3 separate regions of the Hordeum vulgare genome follow, and regions 1 and 2 are each linked to region 3. A link is a contact called in public Hi-C data. All regions are on one chromosome and are shown on one strand. Each heading gives the region's core, a stretch centred on a gene start, on an enhancer-like site or on the middle of the called end of the contact. The rest is flanking DNA. Distances are from core to core; before and after follow the strand shown.

Region 1 (4,889 bases), core at 1,276-3,775, 350 kb after region 3:
CAAATGTCCTTGCATGAAAGTAATAGTATGATTGTTTGAACTTCTGATCAACCCATTCATAAATTAATGAATTATGTTGATGTTTCTAAATATGTGGCTTTTGAACACTACACTCATATAGGTTGGTCCATATTCCATTTGTAACGCAACATTTGAGATGTGATTTTTACCTCTAATAAAACGTATTGTTCAGTCTTAATGTTCTTCAATTATGTTTTGTGCATTCTTTATTTAATTTTGGGTTGACGCTTTCATGCCAGATATTAAATTTTAGCAATAAAAGTAGCAGTATTTTTTTCCTTGTTCATATTTTGGCTGCATGCTACAGGTTTCGACTGCATGGTACATGGAGGCATGGAGGGGGTGGTTGTATGTGTGCTTTGTGTTGGTACAGAACTGCTTGGTGGCTTCGTGCTGAGTAGCTAACAAACTTTCTTGGTGATATACTAATGTGTGAGACTATGTGTTGGTCAAAACTTAGTGTACCCTTATATTTATGCTTGATAATTTGGTTCGCTATGACACCACGTGCTTATTTGGAACTTCATTTTGTACTTTGATCAACAACAGTTCATAATTGAGATACACTCAACTTGTTTGGAAATTTATTTTGTACTTTGGTTGATAGTTCGATATTGGTATACTCTTATAGTGTTCAAAAATCCTGTTTTGCGATCACATGTTGCCATTTTTGTTAAAGTGTAAATCTATCCTGAAGTAGTGTGAATGTTTTAGTTTCTCTACATATAGTTCTCTTGCTGATGATTAGATTAGATGGTTAAAAGTATGCACTCTCATGTACCAAGATAAAAGTTAAACGTGGAATGAAGTCTCATTTACTAAGTTGAAAGTTCAAAGTACTTCCAATGACACTCAACTTTCTCATATTTTTTTGCCCTTGTTTTAGCCAGGATTCTGGATTAAGGTGGTCCAACTAATAAAAAAAGTCACAGATATAACATGTCAACATACATAATCTTTTATCAAAAACACTTCCCAATTACAAGATGTCAACATACTTTTATGCTTTATAAGAGAATAAACGGATCAATAAAATCGTCAAAGCATATTAATATTAATTAAGTCCAAAATTACTTAAAAGAAGCTAGCACACCTTTTAATTTTAGTAAATTTTGGAAGCACAAAACATTCTTTTTTTAGAATATCCAAAAGAGTTGCACGTCTTTTATATTAAGATGAGAATGTTTTTTTACAAGATCACGAACACATTATCTCTCTCCCTCCCTCCCTCTCTCTCGGCTACTCTTAGAAAAAAGGGTTGTATGTAGGCACATACATGGAAATAATCTCATTTTAGTAGAATTACATACATGGAAAAAACATTTTTTTATTTAAGTCGTGCCTTCTGTGGGATTTCGTATCTAGGCTACGCTAATGGTTTTATCCTAATATATTCAATCTGTAATCAAACACATGTCCCCTAAACTTCTATATGTAGCTAACATGTGAATGGCGCAAGCCCGTAACTATTAACCCACAGGTCGCGTGCTACGATGGGATCGACCTGAGAATTGATCGCGTGCATGTTGCAACAAGTATTTTCATGACAACAAAGAAAAGCTCTATACAATATTACTACGTTGGTAACATTTACCTACGTAGATCACATGTGTTACAAACTTGTAACACAACATCACATCTCATATATGTGTTTCATTTTTGTAACACTCTCTCGACCGACATAAATAATGAGTTACAACACCGTAACACATTCGACGCATGAGGAATATGTGTTACAGTTTTGTAGCATTTCTCATAGAATGTGTTACAACTTAGTTGTGGACATAAATGTTGTGTTACCGCGCTTTTACGCAGTAATATTTTTTTTCTTGTGTTACTGGGATGTTTTACCAAAGCTAATTTCTGTAGTAGTGTTACCGGTTTTGTTCTTCTTTTTCATTGACATGTTTCGGCATCCCCATGACATAGTCATCTGTGTCTGGACAGATGATGATGGATGGCATCACATAGAAAGGGCTTTAAAAATATCTCTCCATTGTTAGAGGAGCAAATTCCACTCTCGGGCTATCTAGTCCCTTGTCAAACTTTTTGATAAACCTATAAGTTGTTGATAACCCAAAAAGTTGAACAAAAAAGAAGAAGAAAAGACTCGCGAAAAAGAGTGAAAATCGAAGGAAAAAAAGCAAAGAGAAAATGAAAAACGAAAATGGAAAACGGAAATTCCCAAAGAAAAAGAAAACCCAAGGAAAACCGTGTTGCAAACACTTAGAAAACCAAGAAAAGACGAAAAATAAACCCGTCCACTCGTGAAGTGTTGGGCCAGTCGAGAAGTCGTCCCTTATTGGTGATTCCTAATAGGACATTGCACGGGCATTACATAGCCCTAGTGTTAACTAATGACCAACCAACTTTTTCCTAGTCTAAATAAGGTCGCAGCCATATCGTGAGCATGCCAAACTTGGGCCCTGGCATGTCATTCACCCATGTGTGTGTGACCGCCACACTCCTCATTTTTTTCGTAGATCGGGCTGCATCCAACAGGCCATGTCTACCTTTCCCACTGCGGCCCAGCCCAACCCGTTTTGCCCTACCTAGACTATTTGGGGGAGGGAAGCTATGTGCCACCGTGAGATCTATATCCCCCTTAATGCACGAGTAGCTCTCTAGGTATCCATCTGTCTCGCCTTAAGCGAGAGTTGGGATGGCAATTGGCCGCGTACTCGGTAGATAAAAACCTTATTAGGGTAAGGTCGTGGGACAAAAAAATACTCATGGGTATCTGAATGAAAAAAATATGAAACCCATCAGGTATAGTAGGTACGGGTATGGTTTAATATAACTCATACCAATATACATAAATTCCGCACCTAGCCCATGTCCAGAATGTGTTGCTTTTTACGAGTATATGTTGCTGGATAAAATGTTATTATTTATACGTTTATTATTATATGTTGTTGTTTATGACTATGTAATACTCGAATCGATGTGTTGCAAATCTTAGTAATTTTATCGTGGGTATCCATTTGTTCTGACGAGTGATGGTATGGGAAAAAATTGTATCCATCGACTAATATGGGTAGGTAAGGTTTGGAATGACGGGTAAGGGTATGTGGTAGCTCCACCTATATCCAAACCCAACGGTGCCATCCCTAAGCGAGACAAAGGGCAAGCATCACATAGGGGAAACTCCAGATGGGCCGGCCTAGCTGCATTGAGGCTACATCCTCCTTTTTCTATCTTCTTTTTATATTTCCATTTTCCTTTTTTGCTTTATTTTTTATTTTTGTTTATACTTTACAATATTTTAAAAATATATAAAAAACTCTATAAAAACATTTGAAAAATGTTGACCAAGGATTTGAAAAATGTTAAATGTGTACAGAAAAAATACTTATCACGTATACAAAAATGTATTAAAAAGTTGATAACGTATTTGGAAAATATTAATTAAGTATTTAAAAAATGTTAAATATGTATGAAAAAATATTGACCATGCATTAAAAATGATGAATTTTCTTGATCATGTATATAAAAAATTGATCAAGCATTTCAAAAAATGTTGTACAAGTTACTGAAAAATGTTAATCAAGCATTTGAAAATGTTAAATGTATAGAAAAAATATTGACCATGTATTAGAAAATGATGAAATTCCTTTACCGCGTATATGAAAATGTTAATCAAGCATTGAAAAATTGTTGATCAAGCATTTAAGAAATATTAAATGTATAAAAAAATGTTTAGTATGTATTAGAAAATGTTGAATTTTTTATCATGTACTTAAAAATATTAATCAAGCATTTCAAAAACTTTTGAAAAAGTATGTTTAAAATGTTTATCAAACATTTGGAAGATGTTAATTGGAAGATGTTAAATGCATACAAAATATGTTGACCATGTACTAAACAAGTTAAATGTGTATTAAAATATATTCTTGATGCATACAAAAAATATAGAATGAAAACAAAAATAAATAGAGAAACATGAAAATAAATGGAAACAAAAAGAAACCAAAGAAAAAAATGAAAATAAAAACCAAAGACACATATGGAAAAAGAATTAAAAACTATGAAAACGAATAAAAACAAAGAAAGATAATGAAATTCAAGAAATAAAACAAAAAAACTGAAGAAAGAGGAAAAAAGAAATGCGGATAAGAACCGTGAAAGAAACAAAGGGCAATCAAAAGAAAAAAAATTAATTATTATCTGAAAAAATAAAACTAGAGAAGAAATTACAAAATTGAGAAAAAACAAAAAGGAACGCGAAAAACTCGGATGTTTTACCTCGAGTTGGTTGCGTCTCGTACCTTAACACGAACAACACCGTGGTGAAGTGGCTAGAAGAACCGGAATATCTATTTGACATATATTACTTCAGACTGTCAACCTTTCACACACGCTCGTGATTGAAGAAGCCCTAAGCAAGGCTAGCTCGTTCACGTGTTGCAGCAATTCTGATTTTCGGAACCTTCCAGATAAAGAGTTCACCCGTTCGTGACGGTTCATAGCGTTTCTCGCGACTTCTATGGCGACTCCACATCGACTATTGCCGACAGCTCTTGTCATCAAACTTCGACTCTAATCTCCCAAATCTCTGAGATCCAACACGTTGTGCCGGTTCCGGCGAGGCGTCAGCATGATCCAAGCAAGTTCTTCACGCCCCTGACTAGCTCTCTGTTTCCCAAACGAACTCCCTCGAGGTGTGGCACGAGCCACTCTAGTTCTTGCGACGAGGGCGGCGGTGGCGAGGGCGGCGGTAGGGGGTATTGGCATTTGGTGAGTGAAAAATCCCAGAATCTCCGGTTGGGCGCGGTTGCCATGGCGACAAGAAGGTCCCTCTTTTTGACCGGGTGAAGGGAAAACTGTAGAATTTAAAGCATCAAATGGAGAAAAGAGAAGCATTAAGA
Region 2 (4,433 bases), core at 266-2,765, 460 kb after region 3:
ATCTCATGAACTTTGAAAAATTATGAACCTTTTTTTCTAAAATTGATGTACTTGTTAAAGATTTATGAAAAAAAGTCAGTTAAATGTTTTTTAAAATTCAATGAAAATTTTAAAATACAATCCTTAACAACCCAAGGCCCACTGCAGATCGCCAAACAGGTGACTACAGCGTTAAATGGGGGAAAATCCAATTCGCGGATCTGTGTGAACCGTGTCGGGGCTTCGCACAAAACGAGAGAGGGGTCACTTTTCAAATGGGCTGGCCCTTTAGTGGGGGTTGCAGTGTCCGGTTTTGAGAACCTTCTAGAGGTTATCATCCAGTTTTTTCCGGTTATGGAAACTTCTAGAAGGTTACTCAACCATTTTCTTTATTTTTATTTATTCTTTTATGTTTCTTTTTTTCTTTTCCGTTTATGTTTCAAAAATTCTTCTCGACTTTAGAAAAATGATCTTTATTTTCCAAAAGTTGTTTTTGGTACCAAAATTTGTTTGTAAGATTTAAATTTATTCTAAGTTTCAAAAAAATCTTAATATTAAAAATTATTCGTGCTTTACAAAAATTGCGCTTTCACCAGGATATTTCAAAATTGTTCTCGGTTTCAAAACTTGTTTTCAAAACTCACAAAATATTCGTGCTTTAAAATTTTGTTCATCCTTCCAAATTTGTTCTGCGTTATTCAAATTTTTTCTCAGTTTCAAAAAAAATTCTCAAGATTCAAAAAATATTCATGCTTTAAAAAAATGTTTGCGCTTCCAAATTTATTTATATTTTTTGAAATTGTTCTTGGTTTCAAAACTTGTTTATAAAATTCAACAAATATTTGTTCTTTTAAAATTTATTCGCGCTTTCAAATTTGTTCGGAATTTTCCAAAATTGTTCTCCATTTCAAAATGTTGCTCCCAAAATTCAAAAAATGTTCATGCTTTAAAATATTATCTGCGCTTCCAAATTTGTTCATGTTTTTTTAAAGCTGTTCTCGGTTTTAAAATTTGTTGTCAAAATTCAAGAACTGTAGTGCTTTTAAAATTTGTTTGCGCTTTCAAATTTGTTCGTGGTTTTAAAAATTGTTCTCATTTTCATAATGTTTTTCTCAAGATTCATAAAATGTTTGTGCTTTAAAAAATTGTTCATGCTTCCAAATTTGTTCATGTTTTTTTAAAATTGTTCTCTGTTTCAGAATTTTTCTCAAAATTTAAAATGTGTTCGTGCTTTAAATTTTTTTTGCGCTTTCAAATTTGTTTGGGGTTTTTCAAAATTGTTCTCCTTTGAAAAATATCGTTATCAACATTCAGAAAATGTTCGTGCTTTAAAACATTATTCACGTTTCCAAATTTGGTCACATTTTACAAAATTATCCTTGAAATTTGATTTTTTTTTCAAATAAAAAAAGAAAAGAAAAAAAGGAACGAAAAAATAAGCAAAAACAAGAAAAGAAAGTGAAGGAAAAGCTAACAGAAGGAAAAAACAGAACTGTGCGGGCCCAGTCATGGCGCAGAGGCTCCTTGTCGCAATGAGCGGCGGGTAGACACGGAATTTCCTATACGCCGCTCATAGCGGCAAGTAGTCGCCGCTTCCCACATCAGTTCGAGCGAGCGAGCGACGCGGTTTGGACCAGTCCGTTAACACTTTCAACGATCCCGGTTTTGAGAACCTTCAAAAGGTTTTCAGTCGGTTTTTTATGGTTTTAGGAACTTTTTGAAAGATTCCCTAAACTGGGTATTTTCTCTACTTTTTGTTCTTTTTTTCTCTTTCTAATTGGAAAATGTTCAGGATTTTCAAAAAATGTTCCACAATTTGACAAAATGTTCCAGAATTTGCTGAAATTTTAAAAAATGTTCCAGAATTTAAAACATGTTCCAGAATTTGAAAAAATGTTCTGGAATTTGGAAAATGTTCCGGTATTCGAAAAAATGTCCTGAATGTTTAAAGAATATTCCAGAATTTGAAAAAATGTTCCGGCATTTTCAGAAAACAGAGCCGGAATTTAAAACAAATCAAAATTTGAAAATATGTTCCGGAATTTGAAAAAATGTTCCGGAAACTAAAAAAATGTTTTTTAGTTTTCCATTTCATTTTCATAAAATGTTTTGTATTTCTCAGGAAATGTTCTTCCTTTTCAAAAAATGTTATTCAAATTCGGAAAATCTTTTTAGTTTTTAGTAAATGATCTGGATTTTCAAAATAAATCAAAAAAACGTTTATAATTTTAAAATGTTTCAACAATAAATAAAAATGCGCTTCCAAAATTCTTTGCCTTTTTTTAAATTGTTTACAATTTTACAAATGTCCATGTTTTTAAAAGATGGTTGGGAAATTCAACTTTAGTTCGTTTTCATAAAATAATGACAAAAGGAAATAAAGAAAGAAATACAAACCAAAAAAAAGTAAATAACAGAAAAGGAAATAAGAGAAACAGAAAAAAAAAACTGGGCCTGCCCAGTCGGGCAACTGTCCTGTGCGGCCGAGGGACTCCCTGCCGCGGAATGCGGCAGGTAGAGCTCCCGAATCGGAGCTTCCCATAGTTTCTATGTAGCTCCCGAATAGGATTCTTGGATTATGCTCACTCATTTGGGGTTTATGCGTTCGCTTGTTCTGGTTTTTCTCATTTTTTTATTTTCGTTTCCTTTTATTTTTGCTTTTTTCTTTCCTCATCAGCTTTTTTAGTTTTCCGTTTTTCAACGTTTGCCACATTGGGCCTTTTTTGCTTGCTTATTTCTTCTCTGATTTTAGTTTTCGTTTAGTCGTCGTTGTACTTCAGCTTTTTTTTCTTTTTTCCTTTGGTTTATTTTTGTTTCTTTCAGGGTCTCATTTAATTTTCATTTTGCTGTACTTTCTCCAGATTTTCTTTCTTTCTTGGTTTTTTTATATCTTCATCCATTTTGTTTGCACTTATTTTTGTGGTTCTCTTTTTCGTTTCCCATTTTCTTTGGTTTCATTTTGCAGTACCATTTTTATCTGTTTTTTTGTTTTCATTGGTTTTCGTCTACATTTTGGTATATATCAACAATATTTTTTGATATATTTTTCATGTATTCAAGATTGAGGATCAATAATTTTTAATATATCATCAACATTTCTAATACAAATATTAAATTTTTTTCAATCTTTGAATAACAAATTTCACGAAATTTTTTATATGTCTCAAATAAATAGTCGACATTTTTCGTGTACACATTTTAACATTTCCAGATGTTTGATTATCATTTTTTTGAATATTGGTAGAGGCTGAAAAAATACATGGTTAATTTTTTTTACACATTTAATGTGTTTCAAATGCTTAATTAAGATATTTTATATAATTGTTTAATTTTTTAAAATCCATGATTAACATTTTCCTATTGGACGATCAACCTTTTTCAGACACATTGTATAAATTTTCCGTATACATGAGAATTTTGTTCTTTATACACATTAAATATATCTTTAATGTTTGGTTACAATTTTTTAAACACATGGTCAACATATTTTATATACATATTTTAACATTTTTCAAATGCTTGGTTAGTATTCTTCAAACACATGATTGTTATATTTTTCATACATGGTATTTTTTTCTATATACATTTTAAGATTTTCAAATGTTTCATTATCATTTTCTGAATGCAAGTTTGACATTTTTTAATACATGGTAAGCTACTTTTCCTATATGGATTTAACATTTTTCAAATGTTCTATTAAAATCTTGAAATACTTGTTTAACATTTGTTTCAAATGCTTGATTATTAATTTTTAAATACATTATCAACTATTCTCACACATATTGTATATTTTCGTATATGTTTTCCATATGCATGAGAAAAAAAATCTTTTATGCATGTTTAATATTTTTCAAATACTTGGTTAACATTTTTTTAAATGTATTTCATAAACTGTTTTTGAATACATTTATTTAGAATATTTGAAAGTATAAATGAATGTAAAAAAGAAGAAGAAAGGAAAACAGAAGGAGGTAAAAAAACTTGTGGCCTCCCGCACGCCTTTGTCGGCCAATCTAGGGAGGCGTGTAACCTGAGAGTACGCTAGGTCTCGCTACAAGCAAGACATGGCACTGCTCATGTGGCACCCGCGACTTCTCCTACGTGAGGGTCACGTGCAGGATGAGCCGAGTGACCGCATGGCCTCGTCAATCGTGTTTTTCTTTAAATTAATGTTTAGAAAAGTGCTAAATACATATATTATGATCAAATAAATTAGTTGTTTTTTCTATAAGTGTTCATCATGTATGGTAATGCAACAAAAAAAATCCATACTACGCGGAGGACCACTATCAAGATGCATATAAGATTTGATCTCATCATTACCAAAAGTGCATGTCTCTCTCTAATTGGTTTTGGTATTGATGACAATGTGTTTTGCGGACTATCCGGGTGCATTGAGCATTTGAGAGATTCATATCTATGACGCAAGACAGTTTGATTCCCCTTTGGAAGGT
Region 3 (4,386 bases), core at 429-2,928:
ATCCAACATTTTCAAAAAATGTTCACCATTTTTTAAAATGTTCTTTTTTTCAAAAAATACTACTGTTTCCTTTTTACTTTTTTCCTTCACTTTTGTTCCTTTTTCCTTTTAGTATTTTTCTATTTGACATTTTATAATTTTTGCTTTGAATTTCAAAAAATGTTCTCGCATTCACAGTTTATATGTCCGTGCTTCAAAAAATGTTCCTGCTTCCAAATGTGTTCATCTTTTGAAAAATGTTCGTGTTTCAAAACTTGTTCTTGTATTTAAAAAACTGCATGATTTTTCAAATAATGTTCCTTTTTCCATAAATTGTTCACAACTTTTTTTTAAAATGTTCTTCTTTTCACATTTTTAAAAAAATGTTCCTGTTTCAGAATTTTTTTTCTCTGTTCTGAAATTTGTTAAAATTTTGTTCTCCAATTCTAAACTTATTCATCATTTTAAAATGTTCGGGAAGTTTAAAAAATATTCTTCATTTTCTAAAAAATATTTGCCGTACCAAGAAATGTACGTATGTTTAAAAAATGTTCCTGTTTTAAAAAGTGTACATAAGTTCAAATAAATGTTCCCGTTTCAGAAATTGTTCACTAATTTCAGAAAATGTTCTTTCTTACAACAAAAATGTTCTATGTTTGTAAAAGCCTCCTGTTTTCAAATTTGTTTATAGACTAAGAAATTGTTTACGTTTCCAAACATTATGTGTATTCAAAACATTGTTCGCGCTTCCGAATTCTTTCACTTTTTCTTGAATTGTTCTCGGTTTCAAAAAAGTTCTCAAAATTCAAAAAATGTCCGTTCTTTAAAAAAGTGTTCGCTCTTTCAAATTTGTTGGGATATTTTTAAAATTGTTCTCATTTCCAAAATTTTGTTATCAAGATTCAAGAAATGATCAAGTATTTAATAAATTGTTTGCGCTTCCAAATTTGGTCACTCTTTTTAAATTATTCTCGGTTACAAAATTTGTTCTCAAAATGCAAAAAATGTTGGTGCTTTAATTTTTTTTCGCGCTTTCAAATTTGTTCTGTGTTTTTCATAAATTTTTGTTCTCAAGACTCAAAAAATGTTAGTGCTTTAAAAAATTGTTCGCGCTTCCAAATTTGTTCAACTTTCTAAAATTGTACTCAGTTTCAAAATTTGTTCTCAAAATTCCATAAATGTTCATGCTTTGAAAATTTGTCCGTGCTTTAAAAAAATTCGGGTTTTTTCTGAACTTTTCTCGTTTTCCAAATTTTATTTCCAAGATTAAAAAAATGTTCGTGTTTTAAATATTTGTTCACCTTTCCACATTTTTTCACGTCTTTTTTAAATTATTCTTGGTTTTAGAATTTGTTCTCTAAATTCAAAAAATGTTCGTGCTTAAAAAATTTGTTCGCGCTTTCGAATTTGTACATGATTTTTTAAAATTGTTCTCCTTTTCAAAATTTTATTCTCAAGACTTAAAAAATGTTCAGCCTTTAAAAAATTGGTCATGCTTCCAAATTTGTTCACGATTTTATAAAATTGTTAATCAAATTCGAAAAATGTTTTCTCTTCAAATATAAAAGAAAAGGAAAAGGGAAAGAAAGAAAAACCCAAAAAATAAAAGAGAAGGAAAAAAGTAAAAAAGAAGAACAAAACTGGGCCGGCCCAGTCGGGTGCGCCCCCCTGTGCGGCGTAGGGCTGCCTGCGGCAGTGAGCGGCAGGTAGGAGCTCCCTTGGAAGAGACGCGTTGAGTAGTGGTTTTGCATCAGTTTGCTCTTGGGTTTTCTTCTCTCTTTTTCTTACATTTTCTTTTATCTTTGGTCTTCCTTGTTTGTTTTTCGGTTTCTATGTTTCTCTCTCTTTTTCTTTTTATTTTTATTTTTTCTTTTCTTTTGTTTCAATAAATGTCCACATTCTTCATACACATTGTGCATTTTTCATATACAGTAAGAAGCATGTTTCGTACAAATTTAGTATTTTTAAATACATAATTAACATTCTTGCAAATATATGTTTTGACATCTAAATTTTTCATATACATTACATGTTTTTCATATAATTCTATGACATTTTTTGTATGCTTAACATTTTTAAATACATGATCTAACAGTTCTTAACTACTTTTCTTGAACACTTATTTTAAGTACGCGCTAAACCATTTTTTCAAATACAATCAAACATTTTTTGTTATAGCATGCCACATTTTTTTAACAATGCCACCATTTATATTGTTTGAAACCTGTGAACATTTAAATAAATAATTACATGTTTTATCAATACAAAGCACTTTTTAATTACAAAGAAAATCCGTTCAAGAATATATTTTGCTAAACACCTGAACATTTTTGAAATGTTCATACATTGTTTTAATGGTAGAAACGTTTGCTAAAAGTTCAGTGGACATTTTTTAACAGTATTTACATTTGCGGAAAGTTTAGTGGACATTTTTAACATCATTTACATTTGCGGAAAGTTTAGTGGACATTTTTTAACATCATTCACATTTGCGAAAAGTTTAGTGGATATTTTTCAGATTATGTTTTAAATGTGTGATTAACAGTTGTCAAAAAATAACCATAGTTTTTTCATAATATATGCATTTTGTTTTTTTAATATTAACAAAAGTAGAAAAGAAAAGACGCGTGCCACTTTGTGTGTCTTCAGCGTGATGAGATATAGCTCTCTCCATCGCAATAAGTGATGTATTCATATTAATATACTAGATCATTGATGACGCGCGTTGCTACACCTGTTTTTTTGTAAAATTGAATGTTAGGGTGTGATGCAATTATGTGGAGCATTTTATCTGCTAAAGCAATAGTATTATTAGATATAACTTTATGTAATTTGATTTACTTGAAAATTAAAGCAGTAGCAGTATTATATATAATTTTGTGCAATTTTGTTTTATCTGAAAGTTAATGTAATAGTAGTATATCTAAACATGCAACAATAACACCAAAATTCTCCACTCCCTCTCCTAGTCTCGGAAGCAAGCATGTCAGAATCTATTTCTTATGCAACAATTCAGTTTGCTATCCCATGCATGTCAAATTTTCCAAGTAGCTCTTGGGACAATATCACAACTGTTCTTTTTAACACCCTCTTCCTCATGACCAAGATAGGTTTTGGGATAGCTGATTACACACCCTCTTTCGAGAAGAACTTATTATGATTTCGGATCGGAGCCACGCGTGACCTAAAAAATAAGCATGAATCTCATAAGAGAATATCTACTAAACCAAAATCAACCTAAATCTTGGTATTTTATCTCGTTAGGTGCAACATCATGAACCTATTGAATACTTGCCCGACTATCTTGGTACCAGTTTATGTAGTACTTCCTCAAGATGGGGAAAGGGTACTAAAATGTATTGAAATTAATTTCTCAAAAAAAAAGCTATTGAAAATGCCTAGCATGTAAAAAAATTGTCAATATTTTGGTTTCTTTTGATATGATAGAGTCAAAATAATTCAGATCTATATGAGAATTCCACTACGTAACAATTACTACCGAAAAATTAGCTCCTCTAGAGCGTGAAATATAGCAACTACGATCATGTGTAGGTGAAATCGCTCCCAAATCCTTACTTACAAATACCAGGAAACAAGAAAGCGTCACGACATCTACAAATTGAATAATTCCAAGCTAAAGAGGACTCGTCTTATTTCGCCAATTATATCACTTAAGTATCTTAAGTATTTTGGGTGGTTACTGCTTAGTCTCGTTGATGCGTTGGTTTCTTTCCAAGCTTAAAGGATGATGTAGCACAGCGACGACATGTATTTTCCTCCGTTAAGAACCCAAGGTATCAATCCAGTAGAAAGATCCACAAGACTATATAAGCAGCGCCTGTACATAAATAGCAAATCCTCGCAACCCAACGCATAGAGGGGTTATCAATCCCTCGTGGATAAAGTAACGATAGATTGATAGATGAAAATAAGAGTGATAGCAAATAGAAAGCAACAAGATATTTTTGGGTTTTTTGATAATATAGATCTGAAAACAAAAGAGCAAATAAAGTAGAAACACAAATAGCAAAGTAGAGATTGCAAATACATGATGTGAAGTAGACCCGAGGCCTGTAGGTTTCACTAGTGGCTTATCTCGAGAAATAGAGAAAGGTGGATAGACAAATTACTGTTGGGCAATTGATAGAAGAGAAAATAATTATGAAGATATTCAAGACAATGATCATGTATATAGGCATCACGTTCAAGACAAGTAGACCGACTTCTGGCTGCATCTACTTCTATTACACCACACATCGACTGCTATCTAGCATGCATCTAGTGTATTGAGTTCATGGAGAAACGGAGTAACGCCTTAAGAACGATGACGTGATGAGATCTATTCATGTAGGAATAGACCATATCGTTTAATCCTTGATAGCAACGATACATGCGTGTCATGTCTCT

Evidence for each region. A called contact is a pair of places that touch in the nucleus more often than the background predicts.
Region 1: a Hi-C map of leaf shows a contact between it and region 3, with 2.8 times the contacts expected there. The contact joins two enhancer-like sites. A contact is called at or near these places in 3 of 6 Hi-C or Micro-C datasets (leaf and seedling).
Region 2: a contact with region 3 is called in a Hi-C map of leaf, with 6 times the contacts expected there. The contact joins two enhancer-like sites. A contact is called at or near these places in 2 of 6 Hi-C or Micro-C datasets (both in leaf).

Annotation. Positions count from the first base shown.
Region 1 is chr7H:504,348,811-504,353,699 of MorexV3_pseudomolecules_assembly, forward strand. No RefSeq gene overlaps it. Among protein-coding and RNA genes, the nearest start is that of LOC123409211, 30 kb to the left of the region's middle. Within about 2 kb of position 2,526, at least 3 of the 3 cell types and tissues checked have open chromatin away from gene starts, as enhancers often do. A contact at or near this core is called in leaf, where this site is marked.
Region 2 is chr7H:504,459,491-504,463,923 of MorexV3_pseudomolecules_assembly, forward strand. No RefSeq gene overlaps it. Among protein-coding and RNA genes, the nearest start is that of LOC123409211, 140 kb to the left of the region's middle. Within about 2 kb of position 1,516, at least 2 of the 3 cell types and tissues checked have open chromatin away from gene starts, as enhancers often do. A contact at or near this core is called in leaf, where this site is marked.
Region 3 is chr7H:503,995,658-504,000,043 of MorexV3_pseudomolecules_assembly, forward strand. No RefSeq gene overlaps it. Among protein-coding and RNA genes, the nearest start is that of LOC123413439, 12 kb to the left of the region's middle. Within about 2 kb of position 1,679, at least 1 of the 3 cell types and tissues checked has open chromatin away from gene starts, as enhancers often do. A contact at or near this core is called in leaf, where this site is marked.